2 separate regions of the Mus musculus genome follow, and region 1 is linked to region 2. A link is a contact called in public Hi-C data. All regions are on one chromosome and are shown on one strand. Each heading gives the region's core, a stretch centred on a gene start, on an enhancer-like site or on the middle of the called end of the contact. The rest is flanking DNA. Distances are from core to core; before and after follow the strand shown.

The links. A called contact is a pair of places that touch in the nucleus more often than the background predicts.
Region 1: a Hi-C map of embryonic stem cells shows a contact between it and region 2, with 6 times the contacts expected there. The contact joins the enhancer-like site here to the promoter of Dsp in region 2. A contact is called at or near these places in 4 of 39 promoter capture datasets (cranial neural crest, hippocampal neurons, maxillary cranial neural crest and 1 more), 2 of 484 Hi-C or Micro-C datasets (differentiating embryonic stem cells and embryonic stem cells) and 5 of 115 datasets of contacts at active chromatin or transcription factors (astrocytes, embryonic forebrain and embryonic stem cells).

The regions. Positions count from the first base shown.
Region 1 is chr13:40,715,541-40,718,728 of GRCm38.p6, reverse strand. Tfap2a (transcription factor AP-2, alpha) reads left to right here. Exons shown (of 7, transcript NM_011547.5): 7 at 1,326-3,188. The coding sequence ends at 1,614. Among named protein-coding and RNA genes, the nearest start is that of Gm26688, 11 kb to the left of the region's middle. Within about 2 kb of position 1,733, at least 10 of the 459 cell types and tissues checked have an H3K27ac peak or open chromatin away from gene starts, as enhancers often do. A contact at or near this core is called in differentiating embryonic stem cells and embryonic stem cells, where this site is marked.
Region 2 is chr13:38,149,961-38,152,798 of GRCm38.p6, reverse strand. Dsp (desmoplakin) reads right to left here and starts at 1,505. Exons shown (of 24, transcript NM_023842.2): 1 at 1,005-1,505. The coding sequence starts at 1,210.

The sequences.
Region 1 (3,188 bases), core at 484-2,983, 2.6 Mb before region 2:
ATCCTCTCTCTCTCTTACACACACACACACACACACACACACACACACAGAGAGAGAGAGAGAGAGAGAGAGAGAGAGAGAGACTCAGAGACAGAGTTACATAGTTATACTATACTATGTATACTATGTAACTCTGTAAGTTTTAGTTAACTGGCAAGCTATCATCTCAGGGTTTCAAGATGGCCCAAGTTATATTCCCAAAGTGCCTGGGCTGAATTGACTTCTCTAGGTTGAAAAGAAAAATGACTGTCTTGATATGTTTGCTGGAAATTAAAAGGCTTGTTTAGAAGTCCTCAATTATCAAAAGCTGGTGTCACCGAAGGGCACCGCAGCAGAGAGTTAAGAGGCAGAGAGAGGCCTTGTGTGGGACAGTTTCTGGCCTAGTGATAGGCTTATACACACACACACACACACACACACACACACACACACACACACACACACACCCTCCCTCCATGGGCTGTAGCAACCTCAGGAAGGCCTCTGCTACTGCTGGCTTCCAGGACCAGACAAACTTCCTGTGTGCTGAGGTAGCTCTCTCTATGGCTCCCCACTTTAGTCTTAGAGACAGTCTGTCACTGACCCCAGAGCTCACTATTTGGACTAAAATGGCTGCCCAGCAAATCAGAGAGATCCCACTATCTCTCTGATCCAGCGCTGGGGTTAAAGACATAAGCCTCCAAGCTAGATTCTTACATAAATTCTGAGCATCCAAAGGCAGATCCTTGTGTGTGTGTGTGTGTGTGTGTGTGTGTGTGTGTGTGTGTGGTGTGGTCAAGTGTGAGTTCTCTCCCCGGGGCCTGCTGTTGTTTTGAAAAAGCAAAGTTTGCCTTTCTGCCTAAATTCAAGTCTCATCTGGTTTGAAGGTGAATGAGAGGAGACCCCATTCCACCAGCTTTTATTGTGGTTCCTTTAGGGATGTGGGGAGCAGGCTCTGGTGATATTTTGAAGAACAAGCCTGGCATTTCTAGAATACTGAAGAGGGATACTTGTGTTTTTCACTTCCGGTGTAACTTTTCTTTGCCTGTGAAATGCTTTCCTGTGTTCAGGGTGTTTGCTGTGAGAAAGGTGTAGGCAGAAGTTTGTCAGGGCTGAGGGTTGGAGGTGGGGAGAGAAGGGGAGGTCTTTTTGAAGTAGGAAGGGTATTCATTTAAGGGAGGAGTGTTGGTTTAGAAGTGACAGGCTTTGTTATTCTGAGTGACTGGCCTTGAGTCCTGAGTGGGGGAAGGTGGGCTGGATGGCTGAGGTAACTTCAGGGAGCGATGGTTTCTCACTACCACTAAGGCCTGATGGGAGCTTTCACTTCTGTCTCTGTTCCACTGCAGACAGATCTGCAAAGAGTTCACTGACCTGCTGGCTCAGGACCGATCTCCCCTGGGGAACTCGCGGCCCAATCCTATCCTGGAGCCTGGCATCCAGAGTTGCTTGACCCACTTCAACCTCATCTCCCATGGCTTCGGCAGCCCGGCGGTGTGTGCAGCGGTTACGGCCCTGCAGAACTATCTCACCGAGGCCCTCAAGGCCATGGACAAAATGTACCTCAGCAACAACCCCAACAGCCACACGGACAACAGCGCCAAAAGCAGTGACAAAGAAGAGAAACACAGAAAGTGAGGCTCTCCTCCCGCCCCGCCCCCGCCCGCCTCACCGGCCCGCGTCCCCCCACTCGCCCCTCCCCCACCCGGCAGGTGACAGCTCCGGGACCAGCCACTCCTACTGCTGCTGCTACTCTGCGTTGCCGCGCCGCCCTTCGTCCCCGGAGTCCTCCGGATTGCTCTCTCGACTGCCAGTGGGGCAGCCGCTGCCTACTCAGCGCCTTGCCTCAACTTCCCCATCAGTACCAACACCCCCTTTACCCTCGTGTGGAGCCTAAGAGAACAGAACAGGTCGTGAAGCCAGCAAAGAAAAGTTCTGTCGCGTTTGTGAACCTTTTTTTTTTTTAATCAAATCGACAACAAACATTAAAACTTTTTTTTTTTAAAAAGGACGTTAAAAAATTTAAAAAGTATATGAGCTTCATGGGACTAACTCATCGCCTTCCCTTGCGTACTTCAGATTGTAGCCATACTTTTAAAAAAAAAGGCAAAGAGGATAATGACATTTTTTATCAGTATTGTGAATAAACTTGAACACAAATACAGAAGTTCTATGTCCTGTCTTCAGTTGTAGAAGTTGTCTTCTGCAAGGTACAACCACCCACTTGAACTTCCTCTGATGACACAATCCACAATTCTATAAGGGAATCAGTGTTCACGTCTCTGTATATATTTATTTATGTGTAATTTAATGGGATTTGTAAATATGGTGAGTCTGTTTTAAACCTTTTTTTATTTATCTGGTGATCTCGTTTACCTCCTGTTTAGTGGGCTTTGGATCCTCCCTGTTAGTTCTTCATGTGGTTTTACTTAGAAATCCAAGGTTTGGGTAAGACTCCCCCTCCCCACCCCTTTTCTCCAATTCATGGATTTAGCCCCGTGGTAGCATGTTAAACGATTATAATGAAACAGCTGAACAAAAACATTTTTAAGGTAAAATAAAAATTTATATATAATTAGTATTACATTTAGCTTTTCATTGAACTGACAGGAAAAAAATCAGTGATATTGGGAGATTGGAAAAAAATTTCTTAAACTGGAGTGATTTGATAATCCTTCTATGGTATCATGGGGAGAAAAATAAAGTTTATTTGAGTTCACTGTCCTCCCTTAAAAGCATCCTTCGAGCAATAAATGAATATTGTCTTTAAACCAAGGGTTAGGGATTTCTCTTCTCTTCTCTTCTCTTCTCTTCTCTTCTCTTCTCTTCTCTTCTCTTCTCTTCTCTCTCTCTCTCTCTCTCTCTCTCTGCCTTTCTCTCTCTCTTTCTCTGTCTCTCTCTCTCTGCCTCTCTTTGTTCATCTTTAAACATTTGGGACCACCTGGGCTTCCTTGTCTTCGCTGGCCACATTGGAAGCAGTCCTAGCTGCACTGTGTTGAGTTGCTCTGGCAGGAGCCTCTATGCCTGTCAATGTATCATAGTCCTTTGTTGCCCAGATAAATAAATATTTGATACGCTTTATGTCGATTTTTTTTTTTATTCAGTGGCTGTCTTTACCCAGGCGTATTTTTGTTCTTGGCAGTATTTTTTATTCAGTATGGTTACAGTAATTGAGTTTAACTCTCCCTTGGCAATTGCTCTTTGCAATAAGC
Region 2 (2,838 bases), core at 256-2,755:
ACCCACCAGTGACTCCCTCGCTGTATTTACCCGACTATCCCGGGAAGAGGACCCAGCCCTTTGTGCCGTGGGTTCCTCGGCAGCTCCTAATCCTGGGCGCCACAGTGCTTTCTCCAGGGTCACCCTCTCAGCCAGAGCTGGAGCCCATTTTATACAGATCAAAGAGATGACTAATACTGAGCCCAGAGCCACAATTATTACAAAGTCTCCAGGAGACTAGGCTGATTTTTTTTTAAAGGTGCGGAGCCTCCGGTGCGATCCCGGTGACCAAGTGGCCAGAGTGGGGAAAGGGGAGCGAGCGGAACAGACCAAGTTTGCAGCCCGTGCCCAGAGGCTATCCCTACAAAGGAACCCATTTGCGTGACAGGGGACTTTCAGGCTCCGTGGAGGGTGTAACTTCCATGCAGATACCCTCGGGTGGCCAATAACCTAAGGGCCTCCGCCGCCGTCGCCCTGGGGTGACCATGAGTTGCAAGTCCTGAGTCCCTCCGAGGCCACCGGGCAGCAAAGGGAACTCCACCCCTTCACAAGTTTTATTTTTCGTTAGTTTGAAAGCTGGGTTTTGGGGCCGCAGCTCCGCCTAGCCCGACCTCCCACCTGCGGTCTGGAACAAAGGCAATCACAGCTGGGTCCACTTTGCAAGGGACAACCGGGGGTGGGGAGGAAGAGGGTACGACCAAGGAGAGACCTGCGTCCCTGCCGTCCATTGCTCCCCTACACAGTGGAGGTGGAAAAGAGCCGCTTCTAGGATAGAAGAGAGGTGAGGACCGTGGGACCCTGCGTAGGCTCACGGTAGGACTGTCGCCTGGGTCCCAGCACACACCCAAGCTCCCTGTTCTCACTGGCTAGCGCTGGGCGTAGGGACACCCGTTCCTGCGCTTCCGTGACCCGGGGCAAAGCACTTTCCTCGGCCTAGACCTGGGTTTCCTGGTTGGCCCAGGAGGCGGGCCACTACCTGACCCAAGATTTGGGACTGAGCTAGGTGGCGGCGGGCTGATACCCACCAGTAGCCGTCGGAGTTCTGGTCGTTGACGGTGCAGCGCCGGGAGTGGGAGTAGAACGTCCTGCTGGTGCCCCCGCCGCCGCCCCCGCCGCCCCCGCCGCCGCCACCGCTGTAGGTCATCTCGTAGCGCAGGTCCGGGCCGGACTCCGCGCGGGTCATGCGACCCAGCGTGTTGATCCGCGGGTGGGAGCCGCCGTTGCAGCTCATGTCTGCGGTCACTCAAGAGAGCCGCTCAGCGCCGCGGCATACGCGAGGCGTCGCCTCGGAGCACGCGAGGGACTCCGGGAGAGGAGCGCGGAACGCGGAGGACTGGCGAGGGCTCAGCGCTCCAGCAGGGCGGAGACGGGGACGGCGACTGGCTAGGCGCGGGAACCGGAGTGGAGCTGTGGCTCGGAGGGCAGCGAGGGCTCAGAGGAGCTGGGTCGCGCCTGGGTGTTGGTGTTGGTCGAGGCGGTGCGAGTCTCCTCCCCGCTGGCACCCGGCGCCCAGGCCACACCTGGTCGGCTTCTTCCCAGGGCGAGGTGCGGCTGCCTCGCCTCCCCCGCCCTCCCCCCCGCGTGTCACCGACGCCTGGGGCCGCCCTCCCCAACCTGCGGCTCCGCCCTGCGCCACCGAAGCCTGAGCAGAGGCGAGGGGCGGGGACCTGGCGACTGGATCCCCGTCGGAGGGCTGCGACCCCGCGGGACTTGCTTCAGGCTCTAGGAGCCACAGTGGCACACCTTTGGAGGATTTCCTACTCCCCCAAGAGGCGGAAATAAAGTGGCTTGGGAGGGTCACTCCATGGGACGACTCTAGTGAAATGTTGACTTTTTGCTTATCCCAGGAAACCATGCCAGCTTCTATTTAAATAGCCCCAAGAGTTCGATTTCTGTTGTGTAAAAGATAATTTAACAGAGAATCCCGAAAAGGGCTTCTCCAGAAATATTTTGTCATGAGGGACTTAGTTCAAGGCTAGACTGGGCTTCATAGCAGGACTTTGCCTGAAACAGAAACAAGACGTGGTTTTCCATTTCTCTAAAAGAATCATGAGCACGTTTGTCCCCTGTAGACTCCTGAGCCCCAACTTGGGTCCCTTTCTGCTCCCATGAAGCCTGAACAGATACCGTTCCAGATGAGTAACACATTCCACCGATTGGTTCCAAAGCCACTCCCAGTTAGCAGATGAGTGCAATTTACACCGTAGTCTCCATAAACTGACTTTAGATACAGACCCCTGTACACTAGCCATTAAAAGCTGTTTAGATAACTTGGGGTGGCGTTAAATGCTCTCTAGTAAACACCACTTAAAGATCTTGGTAATAAATATTTCTTGTCTCCCTGAATAATGTCTGTTAGCTTTCCTGTTTGTACAATGTATTTCTCAAATGTTCATGAGCTGGTTAAAGCAGCCCAAAAACTAAATACCAAACTACATTGGTATGCTGTAAAGGAGAAGAGGAGGTTTTCTAAATATGTGCCCTATCTAATTCTGCAATGACACTTCCAAGTTTTGGACACAATTTTTGACAACAGATCTTGCTTGCACGTTTGCTTCCTGATTGCCCAGAGCAGACCGACTTAAATCCAAGGAGTCAAACGCACAGTGAGATAACAGTTTACCACGGTTAGCTCAACCACCCATATCTGCCACTGTTCGACTACCATCAATTTCCTCTCGTTTCTAACAACAAACTCACCTGGCCAAAGAGCTTGTAGACAAAAGTGCTTTGTTTAGAAATAGAATCCGTATCCGCAAGTCAGCCTCCACACAAACAACCCATAGTATCCGGAAGACGTTTGGGTCGTCAGCAAATAATGCACGGAATTTGATTCGGAATGTTTTCCTTCTTATGCAT